Linked DNA regions of Mus musculus: region 2 is linked to region 1. The links are chromatin contacts, called in public HiChIP or PLAC-seq maps. All regions are on one chromosome and are shown on one strand. The core of a region is the stretch at or near the end of the contact, and the rest is flanking DNA. Distances in the headings are between cores, read along the strand shown. Region 1 has its middle 170 kb from the start of Gm33073. Region 2 overlaps Mef2c (myocyte enhancer factor 2C).

Evidence for each region. HiChIP or PLAC-seq counts read pairs in DNA pulled down with a chosen protein or histone mark.
Region 2: an H3K27ac HiChIP or PLAC-seq map of microglia shows a contact between it and region 1, with 4 times the contacts expected there. The contact joins two enhancer-like sites. A contact is called at or near these places in 1 of 484 Hi-C or Micro-C datasets (cerebral cortex), 3 of 115 datasets of contacts at active chromatin or transcription factors (acute myeloid leukemia, bone marrow-derived macrophages and microglia) and 1 of 9 other capture datasets (macrophages).

The regions. Positions count from the first base shown.
Region 1 is chr13:82,945,914-82,952,827 of GRCm38.p6, forward strand. No RefSeq gene overlaps it. Among named protein-coding and RNA genes, the nearest start is that of Gm33073, 170 kb to the right of the region's middle. Within about 2 kb of position 3,843, at least 28 of the 459 cell types and tissues checked have an H3K27ac peak or open chromatin away from gene starts, as enhancers often do. A contact at or near this core is called in acute myeloid leukemia, bone marrow-derived macrophages and microglia, where this site is marked.
Region 2 is chr13:83,582,196-83,589,109 of GRCm38.p6, forward strand. All of the region lies in intron 2 of Mef2c (myocyte enhancer factor 2C), which reads left to right. Among named protein-coding and RNA genes, the nearest start is that of Gm52043, 40 kb to the right of the region's middle. Within about 2 kb of position 3,331, at least 31 of the 459 cell types and tissues checked have an H3K27ac peak or open chromatin away from gene starts, as enhancers often do. A contact at or near this core is called in acute myeloid leukemia, bone marrow-derived macrophages and microglia, where this site is marked.

The DNA of each region.
Region 1 (6,914 bases), core at 2,593-5,092:
TATTTGTGCATGTAGTATTTACAGAGTTTTTAGGTTTTATATGTATAACACTATATTAACCACTGAGTATGTAACAAGTAAATATGCATGTATGTGTGTGTTTATGAGAGATTGAGAGAGACAGGCAGAGAGGCAAATAGAGAAGGAGAGGCATACAGAAAGGCAGACAGAGACAGAGATATAGGAGATGATAAGCATATCTATAAAATATACTAATTATAATGATTACTATGTAAATTTAATTACATGGTAGGTTTTGATTCGTGTACATTGTTATATAATAAACTATCCTATTTATTTAGCAAACAAAGGTGTTATATTTAGAAGACGTTTCCTGACTTATATGTATTATCTCATTTAAACACAAGAAATGTTATCTTATTTTTCCATTGTAACAAAATATGCACTTTATAAGAGTATAGCTATTACAAAGTAGTTGATAACAGAACAAAGATTGTCAAAATCTAAATAAAAGATGAGAAAGAATGAAAATACTCATGGCATTTTTATGATTTTTATGGTGTTTTTTTTTTATTCTATGTTTTTAGGTAACTGTCTTCAGTTAACGTGATCCTGAACTATTCTCCTGTCATCTTGCTTTATCAGGACAATATTTTTCTTTAAAATCTCTTCCCCTCTGAGATTCTAAGTACTACCTGGTTATAAATACTCTGGAAAGTGGCAGCAAGCTATTTGTTGCTGCACTCTTGGCCATTAGCAGGAATATGGAGTGGGAAGAACAGCGGGGCTGCAGGTGACTCCCAATTCCTCCTTAAATACAGATAGATTCAATCCTGTTGATAACTGCAGTGCTCGACACAGAATCCACTGATACCATCAAACCTCCTGCTACAACTTCACATGACAACAGGCTGAGAAGCAATGACCCCCCCATGCAGTTCCACACATGCTGACATTCTCGACTCGTTATTTACTTAACCTCCAGATTGACTAGTCACTGTCACTAGAAACTCCACACCTTTTCTTGAATCCCTAGTTCTTTTCATGATTTTATAATAAATTTAAATTTATTAGGAAATTATTTCCAAACTTCGTCATATACTTAATTAAATCTTGATTAGTAAAATGACGAGGGATGGACTGGGGCTGCACTGCCACAGATACCATAAATATTTGGTCTTCACTTTGACACTGCAGACACAAGAAGAGGAAGGAGAATGAGGAGGAACAGGAAGAGAAGGAGAAGGAAGAGTGGGTGAAGGATGAGGAGGGGCTGAGAAGTAAAAGAGGAACAAAAGGAAGAGGAAGAGAAGGGGCGGGAGAAGGAGAGTAGGAAAAGAAGACAGAGAAGACTAGGTAATTGGAGGAGGCAGAGTAGAGGGCGGTGAGGAATGAACAAAGAAAATCACTCGTAAGACAAAAAGCAAACCACAAATATTACAGGGAACCCTCAAAACATGGCAGCCCAGGTTATATATTTCCAGAATTATCAATCTTCCATTTGCCTGTGTGATAAATAAACAAGGTAGATAAATAACTCTCTGTCTAAACTGAGTGCTGGAAACACCAAATGACTTCTCCTAGCTTCCCATGTCAAAATATAATGAGAGCTAAAGTGATGAAAGTAGTTCTGGGATTTTTAGCACATTTTAGGTCAAGGGCAGTGACACCGTAATTACATCTTCAAAGTCAGAACTTACCTAAGAGTAATTTGGAATTCAGAAAACTACTATAAAAATAACCTTTTTTCAGGAAATTTGGCACAAAAATTCAATCATATAATTCTTTATTTTATGTAATATATTCTGATTGTGGTTTGCCCTTTCCCTGTTCTTGCTACTCCCTATCCATCTCTCTCCCATCCGAATCCACACCCCTTCTGTCTCTCATTAGAAAACAAACACACATCTAAGAAATAATAATAAAATAAAGTGAGATAAAACCAAAAAATGAGAATACAACAAAACAAACAGAAGAAAAAGAGCTAATTATAAAGTTCAAATAACACATAAAAATTCAGAAACAAATATACTTGCACACAAGGAATTCCATTAAAACTCAAGAACCTGTGAGATTAAAAGAAAAATTGAAAAATTTCCTCACATTATGACTCAAAGAACATCCTTAGATGCCATTTGTTCTCTTTTGGTAAGCCACCTCCTTATGAGCATAGGACCTACCCAAAAATGTGGTTTGTTTCACCAGTGACACTTTCTTTAGGGAAAAAAAAACTATCTGTTTGAGATAGGTTTTGGGTTAGGGTTGGGGACATGGGTCAGTGTCTCCTGTTATCTCTAGGACCCCATTTGATGCAGACCCTCATTACTGATCCCATGCATGCTACCATACAGTCTCTGGGAGTTCATATGTCTGCCATCCTTATGTTTAGAAGGCCTTTAATCCTTGGTGTCCTTTATTTTCTTTGGCTCTTACACTCTTTCTGCCTCCTCCAAAGTACAGACAGATTCAAGAACGCAACTATAACATTTTGTTGAGATCACAGATAGTTTATATGGTATGTTTCACAGATCCATTCCGTTAGACAAGAGAGATGAGGAGGCAGGGAGAAAAAAAATATTAGCTTGTTTCTGACATCTCTGCTACAATTTATCTATGGATGTTAAGGTTGTTGGACTACAGTCATTGCCTTGAATTGGTTTACAGTAGAGTGATCTGTTTTAAGAATATGTCTCATGATGTAACCATTAGCGGTATCTTAAGAAATCCAAAATGTTGCTAAGACACTATTAAAGAAAACACTGATAAATTATCTTAAATAAAAGAGGACCTGTCTAAAAGGAAAATACCATGCATGCCTCAGATTTCTTTGAGTAAAAATCAGACCAAGGATGTTAACTAGGACAGGGATGCCTTGTGAACTCACTGTTGATACAGATGCCAATGCTTTCATACTATACTCCACATACTACCGTAGTCAGTGCTCTATACTCTAAGGAACCTATAGCCCCACGTTGCTACTGAAGCCTTCAAAAAGCTTGGGTTTTCAAGCCCTTGAGATTACTTGTATATATAAGTGATCAATATACATGGTTACCAAAACTTTATTTAAGCCAAGTTCAGAGTATGACAAGGGTTACTAAGAGAAGTCCATTGTTAGTGTGTATAGGAGAGTATTGACCATGGATATTGTGGATACAACTGGACTTATGGCAACTTGTACAGTAATAAAATGGGCTCTGACCTTCTCATGATCATGATCTTTATGATCTTCATATGGGAAATACTGAACCACCTGTCAGCATGTCTTGAAAGTTGTAAAAACTCGATAATTGTTTGTTGAATACATTATTTGATGGGTTTCCAATTTCTGTGTGCGGCATTGTTAGGGAAGAATCCCTTGATTTTCTTTTGTTCTAGGGTAACAATTTTAGTGTCTTATTTACTATCAAAATCTGTGGCATGCAAAGATGTTTACACATAAAACCACCCTGACAGTTTTACATAGAGTAACTGTAAATGCATAAAATATTATTAGATTTTTTAAAGAGGAGAGAATCTTATAATAGTTCACATGTAGCAATGATTTTTGAATAGTTTACCGCAGTAACAAGGGCAAACAACTTCATCTCAAAAGTTCACACAGTTTATTTAAGATAGTTGGTAGCTCTGACATTTTCTCATAATTTTATAAACAGTATTGTTTACAACCAGCAGCATATGACCTGACTGAGGTAAAAGAGAACAAAGTAGAAAGAGAAAGGGGAGCTAATGCAGAATAAAGCTGAAAAATACAGACTAGAGAAAGGTCCTTTATGTCGCTGAGATAAATTGTCACACCCGTTTATGTTCTACATCATGGGCTTTTAACACGTTCACAACTTGCATGTGTCATATGGGCATGAGCTGTTCCTCATCCACCCACGCAGACTTCCTTCCTAATAGCAAGTTGTTTCAAAATATCTTGTCAGCAAGCCTGGGCTGCTGCTGGAATACACTTGATTCTGAAACCCTTTGTACTTTGTGAAGGAAAGAAATACTCCGTTTCACTCCCAGCATCAGAACATAAATAAGCATCATGTGTCATTTCAGCAATTATGCGTATTTGACTTAAAGCTATGTAAAACACAAAAGCTATTTTTCCTGATATTTAAAATTTAAATGCTGTATACATATAAAATATTTTATAAAATACAATAACTATGCTTTTGGTTTTCTGGATTTTATTAAAGAACCTTTTCCTTTAATTTTTTTTGTTCTAGTTAAGCAAATCTTTTAAAATTGTTATACATTTAACATATCTTAGAGAGAAATCTCAGTGTAGTCGATGTGTAACCGCTCAGCACACAGGTTAAGAGATTAAGTAAAGATAAATTAACCACACCCAACCTCAGAATTTTTCATTTTTTTCAAAAAGAATGATAATAAATCCTAATAAAGATGTTTGAGAAGACTTGTGTTAAACATTGCTTAGACCTCAGTGAACCTTATAACTCTAAAACTTCTGGTATGGAGCGAACATCCCTCTTTGGTCTGATCTTGTTGCTTGACTCCAATAATTTGTTCAGAAACATGAACATACAAAATAAAACCCTAGAAACAGAGGTCTGACGGTTGCCCATGTCTCACAGTTGCTGCACCTGAACAGGAGCTCTAGTACAGGAATATCAACTAGCTAGAAACGACAGTCACATCTATGCTGCTTCCTGAGTGTGTCCGGTTCACTATGGGCTGGTAACCAAGTATATGAACCTTCTTGTCATGTGTGGCAAATATTGCTTCACTGAAGAAATGCAATTACCTCTTGACATTACAATATTCTCAGCCTTTGTTCTGCAATAATACCTGAGCATGGGGTAAGAGGTGTTATATAGATGTCCCATGGGAACTGAGCATTTCACAGACTGTATTATCTGCATGTTGACCAGTGGGGCTCTCTAAATTAATTGGCATCTACTGTAAAAAGAAGCTTCTATAATAAATGTTGAGAGATTAACTAATTTTCGGGTGCAAAGATGAAAGCAGAGAAATGTTTGTTACAATTTTATTTAGAAAATTAATAGCATCAGGTTCTCCCTAAGAGCTTACGACCTAGCCATCCAACAGTTTTGTCCAAATCAATGGGACTAGGCATGAGTTCCACTAGAGTTACTTGATGTCAAATGACTTTTTGTCTTCTGTGGAATGAGATGCACACTACATTTTTTTAAATGAGATAGTTCCTTCATTTGCATTTCAAATGCTATCCCAAAAGTCCCCTATACATTCCCCCTATCCTGCTCTTCAACCCACCCACTCCAGCAGCCTGGCCGTGGCATTCCCCTGTACTGGGGCATATAATCTTCAAAGACCAAGGGCCTCTCCTCCCAATGATGGCCGAGTAGGCAATCTTCTGCTACATATGCAGCTAGAGTCACGAGCTCTGGAGGTAGTGGTTAGTTCATATTGTTGTTCCTCCTATAGGGTTGCAGACACCTTCATCTCCTTGGGAACTTTCTCTAGCTCCTCCATTGGAGGCCCTGTGTTCCATCTTGTAGAGAAGATTTTGAATTCAATCAGAAAGTGGTTAATGACTCCCATAACACTTCTGACACTATTGTACAAGCTAACAAATCTGGCCACACCAGTTGTCATTGTAGTTCAAAGGACACACAACATGCATAGAACATTCTAGAATAATGACAGCTGGCCAAAGTAAAATGAAAAATTTCAGGTGGATCCCACCTTGATTTCTCCATACTGTTACTGAGTCTTACCATAAACTTCTGGGAGGTCAGCTAATGGCAATCTCTAATAATGGTGGAGGTTCTATGAGATCTTACTGTCAGCCTGGAAAGAAGCAACCCAAACATGGAACTGAGCTTTTAATGTGATTGTCTACACACAATATCTAGAAGTATTGCCCACTCATACAGGGTCATGCCATTTAAATTTTATTAATACAAGACATATACATATGCAATTCTGTGTCTGGGTTATTCCACTGAAAATTATTATTTCAATCCTCATACTTTTATCTAAAAATTTAATAATTTTGGCTTTCTCTAGAGCTGAGTAATATTCCACGTATTATATACTGTGTTTTCATTATCTATTTATCAATTGTTGGAGTGTATGCTGTTTTCATTTCCTGGCTCTTGTTCATAGAGTATCAGTGAATATTGATGAGCAAGTATCTCTGTAGCATGACAGAGTCCTTTGGAAGTAAGTCCAGAATCATATAGCAGATTTATTTAAAGCTTCTTGAAGAAATTACCCAGATTTCCATAATTGCTGCACCAGTTTTCACTCCCACCAACAGTGAGTGATTGTTTTCCATTCCCAAGTCCCTGGAAGCATATTTTGTCATGTACTTTTTTATATCACTTCAATACTCACTTTATTGATGTCAAAGAATATTAAGCATTAAAAAACATGTTTCTCAGACATTTGTGTTTCTTCTGTTGCCAACACTATTTAATCCCTTGACATAATATTTAATTGGGATATTTAATTTTTTAAATTTTTTAGGTTTCTTAGGTCTTTATATATTCTAGAAGATAACCCGTGTAAGATATGTAGCTGGTGAAAATTTTCCCATTCTATTGATTGTCTCTTCACTTAAATTATAGGGCCAATTATTATATAAAAATTTAATTTCATGAGATTCTATTTGTCAACTGCTGGTTCAATGTCTATATTATTTGGGTCCAGTTTTGAAATTCCTTTCGTGTTCCAATGCATTAAAGTATATTCTCTAGTTCTCTATCAGATCCAAGGTATCCAGTTTTATGTTGATGGCCTTGATCCACTTGTATTTGAGTTCTGTTAAGAGTAAGGGATAATTACATAGATTCATTCTTCTATATGTAGCTATCCATTTGTAGCTACAAGTACCTCAGTTTGGTCAGCACCACTCTGTTTTATAAGCACTGTTATCATCAGGGTATTTTTTTTTGTCCTCTTTGACAAAAGTCAAGTGGATTCTCTCCCTCCTTCCCAGATTGAGTGTTTGT
Region 2 (6,914 bases), core at 2,081-4,580, 640 kb after region 1:
CATAAAGTAAGAAAGTTTTCCATACACTGAATTAAAAGAAACACTGGTAAATGTTTTCAAACCTTGCCCTTTGCAGTCAAAACTCCCTTTTGCATTATGTTATTCATTTAAAATGGAATACTTTCAAACTTATGGTGAAAGCATTATTCTAAAGTTTATAACCCATTATACTTTTTGAAAAACATTTGGAAACTATATATTTTTTTCCAAACATAATAGCAAGTATAAAAAATAAAATAAATAACATAATTAAATGGAGGATTAAAAATTCCCCATTTGCAGTGTGTACTTGTGTTTCTCTTGAAATATGTTAGACCATTAATGGGAATAAGAGAAACCAATTTAGATGTTTGGAAATTCGACTTTTAATTTTAAATTGGAACAGTTTAGCTTAAGAAATCACTAACATTTAAATAACATTTCAACAAATGTAACTGTTTGGAAACTACAGCTGAGGCAGCCTCCTGCCTTCTGTCTTGCAAGGATTGATTTGGAAGGCCCTGAGGGAGAAAATATTGGAGTTGGGAGCTAAAACTGAAGCCACTGTGGGAAGGAAGAAGTTACTCTCTTCCTGTTATGACAGGAAAGCGTAGACAAATGTGCTTCCTGAGTTAGCTCAGCAGGGAATGTAGGATTCTTTGACCTTTAACTTAGGTATATTTTGACCATGTTGAACTAGTAAACATGCTTTGGACTTCCAGATACTAATTTGTTTTATCTTCTCCACATGAAATTAGTATATTTAGTAGATGAAGGTGCAGAGGAGCAGCCTGTAACCACGGTAGAGACTGTACTTACAAGAGAAGTGAGCTATTTTCTTCTACTTCTATCATGTTTAATATCCCAAATAGATTTTTAAAATTGGTTGAGTGCATATTACTTTTAGTTTCAGAAGGTATCACGTACATTTAAGAGGCATTTAACTATTATAAGTTATTTTGTTGACTTGAAAAATGTCAATAATGAATTGTATATTTTAAAATAAATTGTATTAGTGTGATAAAAAAGAAAGAAAGAAGAAAAGAAAGAGAGAAAGAAAGGAAGAAAGGAAGAAAGGGAGAAAGAGAGAAAGAAAGAAAGAAAGAAAGAAAGAAAGAAAGAAAGAGAGAGAGAGAGAGAAAGAGAGAGAAAGAGAGAGAAAGAAAGAAAGAAAGAAAGAAAGAAAGAAAGAAAGAAAGAAAGAAAGAAAGAAAGAAAGAAAGAAAGGAAGGAAGGAAGGAAGGAAGGAAGGAAGGAAGAAAGAAAGAAAGAAAGAAAGAAAGAAAGAAAGAAAGAAAGAAAGAAAGAAAGAAAGAAGGAAAGCAGCCAATCAGACCTGAAGAGCCCATACAAGTGTGTTTAAAATGTCACAGGATAGAATTCTCTTAAAATGTAAAGCATTACCAGGTTTTGCAAAGGCCACTCTTAAACCTTGACAAACTAAATGATGGACACTGGCTTCCCCTGTCCTTACGTAATCCAATTATCAGAAATCCACAGAAACAACTTTTAAAGCCCAAACTCTTCAATGGACACTCCCTTGTCTGTGATACAATCTCCTATTTATTATCCACCCTCAAAATACCATGCAAAGCACACGGTTTAAATTTTTGTTTAGAAATTGTGTATGTTGACTTAGGGTAAGAGGCTGATAGAGTTCTATTCTCTGAGGCCCTCATTTTAACAAGTGTATTGTGTTGAGAAAGTTAGGGAGCACTGCTTGCACATCCTGTGGAAATGCTCCTGTATTTCACTGAAACATGGCTCAGTTTGCTGGAGGCTAAGGAGGACAATGGTTTCCTTTGCAGCAGAACACACTGCTGTCTCTTGGTCGCAAGTTGTGCTGGAGGGTTACAAGCACATGGTAGCAGTCTGCTTAAAAGAGCCCCTCACTGCTCTTTAAAGAGCCTTTCATTTAGGATGGCAAGCCCCTTCATTGTATAAAGGAGCGCTTGTCTAGAACACCACTCTGTAGTGGCACGGCCTCCTCCCACTGAGAGTAATCATCAGGCCTAGCGCTCATAGCCTTTCTAATGACAGACTGAATTATACAAAAGAAAACTGAAGAGGAATACTCAGAACAGTTGTGCCATTGCTTACTGACAGGAACAAGGGAGGCATCCTGGAGCATTTAGAAGGCCATTTCCCTTTTTACAATTAGAGATTGTTGTTACAGACTCTTGACTCTATCCCTAACCCTTTAAACACATGGGAAGACCTAGTGGCTCATGGATTATTACAGAGCACATTGTCTCCAGGAGCTGCTCCTCCTGTCACTCCTTACTCCCTCATCTGCCTCAACTTAGAAAACTGGAGATCATCTTGGTGACCGAGGGGTAATAACGAGACTGAGGTTTTAAATACTTTCAAATAAAGAAGTTATGTTTGTAATTCTAGGTGTGACAGAATGGAAGAACATTGAAAACAGAGTTAGTTGGGTGTATTAGTTCCAACATATTTTAAAACAAATGACAATTACTTTATGGATTAAAATTATGGCTTTAGGATCCAGTCACTCAGGGGTAGATTGCTTAACCATCTACAGAAACCTGGTTTTATGCCAGTTCTGGGAAAATAGAAGACAAGAATAAAGAGACAGAAAAAGAAAGACACAGAGATGGGTAAGGGAGAGGGAGAGAGAGAGAGGGAGAGGGAGGCAGGGAGAAAGAAAAAGAATAGGAAAGAGGGAGGGAGAGAAAGAGTGGTAGAGAGGGAGATAGAGGGAGGGGAAGGGAGAGAAGGAGAGAAAAGGGAGGAAGAGAGGGGAGGGAGGAAGAGAGAAAAGGAGAGGAAGAGAGAAAATGAGGAGAAGGCAGGAGGAGGGAAAATAGAATGGGAGAGGGTGGATGGGTTAAGAATCACACCCCTCTATTCATTGAATACAAAACCATTTCTTTAGAATTAGGCCTCAAATACTGTGGTTTCAGACTCTAAACAAAATTAACGAGGCTTCTCTTAAAGGTAGTCTGAAATCTTCAAGGGTTTGGTCTTCGTGTTCTTAGTGGTGTAGTAGCTACTGTTTGGAAGGCTCGTCACCTTAATTTCTTTAGATTTTTTTCCAGTAGGGTACAGGGATTCCCATTGTTAATACAGAGGTAGGTTCTTCAGGGGTGGCTAGGAATGTAAAGAATATGGAGCAAGGGTATTGAGGAAAACGGATTCCAAAATACCCTTTTGTGACCCAGTAAGCCAAACTAATTTCCCTTCCTCCAAAGCAACTACACAGAAAATCCTGTGCTGGGGTTTTAAAATGTGCTGTTGGAACTGCCTGTGTAGCAATGTCTGTGTGGAAATCGGAGTTCCATTCTTTTTATTCTCGCTGTGAGCAGACCTGTGTCTGCTGCCAGCCAAAGTACTTCCCATTTTGGGAAACTGAAACATCTATAAATACAGAAATAATCCGTGACTACTCATGCCTGTGTGTGGTTCTCACCAGCTTTCGTGGGAATGGCTTGAGTGTCTGTCTAAGGGTAGCCGGGGCTACAGAACCACACAAAAGCATCCCTGGTTTGTTGGTGGAAATAGAAACCACTGGCTCTCAAATGAATCTTGGTAGCATTATTTTATTTTCTTTAACCCTAAAAGCTACCTTTACCTGAATTAATGCTCTCCCTTAGGGTGCTGTTCTCGGGAAAAGGGTCAGGTGGCTACAAAAGCAAACAAAAAAAGTCAATGTACACCTCAGCTAACACTGGCCTGTACCTGAGCCATGGAAGCGTCTGCTCAGGGCTTAGTAACTTACAAGAAGGAAAGCATGCTGACTAGAGAAACATGCATTGTGTGTGGAAAAGATATATTTCTGGCTCATCTAGGGACTAGTTGTATAGCTTTACATAAGGCCATTTACCTCTGTATATATAGTATTCATTTGAAAAGGGGGGATGACAGGCTAACAACTACAGTCTTTGGAGATACAATTGAGTGTTGTAAAACAGCTTAGTAGAAAGTCTTTGACCATCCTAAAGAACATACCAGAGCCAGTGTTCCTGCCTAAGACAATTACAATATGCTTTAATGTTAAATACAAACTCAAACAGGTTATGACACCACTAAGTTTTTCTCTTCAGCTCAACTTCATGGGATGTATATTTTTACTATCAGTCAAAATGACAAAAGCATAGAACACCTATGTGAACATGTCTCCGGTTGATGGTAGCTTTCTTTTAACTTAGTCTTAACATACACAAGAGTTTATTTTGAAACTTCCACTCTATAGAGCATGCACAATTTCTCCATTCATCTGTCCATTCATGCAATAAATATTTAGTCAGTTATTATTTTTGGACTTTAAATTAAAATGATGAATAGAAGAGGGTTCCAGCTTTCAAGGAAAGCTGTGATGCAGTTGAGACCCTTTAAAAAACATATGTGGGTAGTGTTAACACAAGTGAATGGGTCCTAACCACAAAAATCACAATGACGTTTTACTTCTCGGTATATGCAATTTATAAGTGATAATTGTGATAAATTGATGAAATTGATTTACTAAATCCTAAGATATTATTACATAGTGTAAAATTGTAAGAGAGGGTACGTGCTTTGAACTTTATTACTAATTATTCATATTCTTTGCTACCTAAAAGTCAATACCATCTAGCCATAGATGTTGAAGGTGTAAAAGCTATAGAAAGAGCTGTAGGGCAAGTTCCTTGTTACCTTAGAAACATGTTCTGTTGACCCCAACATCCAGCTGTAGAGCAAGTTCCAAAATAAAGGCAGTAAGATGCGCTCCACTATTCTCTCTTGCTATCAGGTTTTCTTTTCCTTGAGTGGATGATATTCATTATACACTAGAATACATTCTAGAGTAAGACATAATACACACATCTCATCATGTGCATGAAGCTTCAGACCTGGGAAAATGACTACTGTATGACTGTTAACATTCTGAGTATGGAAGGTTAAAAGCAGCAAATTCCTTCTTCAATGGCTCCCCCTAGAATTATTCTCAGACCCCTCGTCAGTTTCTCTGTCATCTTATCAATGGTCTAATTCTGTCTACATCTTTCTACAATATAACTTATGACACCTGACATCATCACCAAAGATTACCCCGACTAACAGAAGGAGCTGTAAAGATAATTTATTCCCACTGTAGAACATCTTAAACTTAGATCCTTTCCCCCAAACCATCTACCATATTTTTTAGGTTTAGAAAGTTTGTTTTAAAAAATATTGTGAGTGCAAATTTCAAAATCGCCTGTTTGATCAGCTCATTCATGACTCAACTTCTTAATGTTGACAGAAGCTAAGACTCTGACACTTCTTCTTAGCTCTGCTCTCCATATTCACGTTACATGCAGATCTAACTAGCATGCCTTGTGTTTTCACCTAAACCCATGTTAAAAGTGTTGCTTGGGAGCAGAAAGTGACTTCTACAGACTTTTTCCGCACTTAGCTGCCATTAATTAGTTCTTTTTTTCAGTGTGTTTCTTCAGCCAGTTACAGTCAACCATCCTCAAATGCACAAATAGATGTGTCTTAAAAGTCAGAACTTGGGGCTGGAGAAATAGCTCGGTGGTTAAGAGCACTAACTGTTCTTTCAGAGATCCTGAGTTCAATTCCCAGCAACCATGTGGTGGCTAACAACCATCTATAATGGGATCCAATGGCTTCTTTGGGTGTGTCTGAAGAGAGCTACAGTGTATCCATACACATTAAATAAGTAAATAAATAAATCTTTTTTTAAAAAAGGAGGAAACACATTTTTTTAAAAAGTCAGAACTCATCAGATGGTGCAAAGAATATTTGGCTGATAAACATAATCATCCCAAATGCTGAGACGCCTCAATGTATGGGGAGGTAGGCAGAAATGTGTGTTTGTATGTATATGTGTAATGTGTGTGTGTGTGTGTGTGTGTGTGTGTGTGTGTGTGTGTGTGTGTGTGTGTGTGTATGTGTATGTGTATGTGTATGTATATGTATGCATGCAGAGGCTCTTTTTTTGTCTTCTTCTGTCCCTCTTCACCTCATTTTCTTAAGACAGGATCTCTCACTGAACCTGTAGCTCAGTGGTTAGTTAGGCTGTCTGGCCAGTAAGCTCTGGAGATCCACTTGACTGTACCCTCAACCTCTAGCCCTGGTCATAAATGAGCACCATATCTGCCTTGAAGTGGATGCTGGGGACCCAAACTTAGGTTCTTATGTTTGCACAGTGGGCAATTTATGGACTGAGTCATCTCCTTCCACCCCATCTTTCGATCTTCCTTTTTCTCTCTGTGCCTGCAACTATAAAAATAAACTTCTATCTTCACACTTCTCCGCCCCTCATGATGCATCATCCAGGCACAGATTCAAAAATACTTTCCATTGAACTTTTCTTGAAGTCTGGAGCATCTATACATATGTATCCTGTTCTGGACATTCTCTGCTTTCCATAGGGTAAATTTCAAAATATTATAATTGCTTTCTTTATATCCAGAATCTCTCATCTTTAAGAGGTTAAATTAACAAAAGGCAAGTAAAGAAAGTTTCTACTTTTTACAGAAAATTATAGTGAGGAAGTCAAAGTTTTTTAAATAGAGTATTCCTATTCTGCAATATATATTCAACAGCTAGTCATTATGTACTCACAAGTTTGTTGTGTGAAGGCTGCTCTGGGATCTTACAGAATTAAAAAGCAGCAAGAAAGACAGATTCTAAGCAATCAACTCTGTGATATAAGAATACTTTAGGAAATAAAGGCTTATACAAGTTATTAGAAGAAACAGTTTGTGGTGATACACACCTGTAACCCTAGCAATTGAGAGGCTGAAAAGAGGGCCCAGTGCCAACATGGGATACATAGAGACCATGTCTCATCCATCAGTCAATGAAACAATACTGAAAGCTAAGATGAGGAGGGACTGTCTTCTGAGTACCCCCATGAAAACATCTTGGAAGTTATGTTTTAAACTAAGCCTTGCCTGCTGAGAGGCTGCTAATGGCCACAAAGA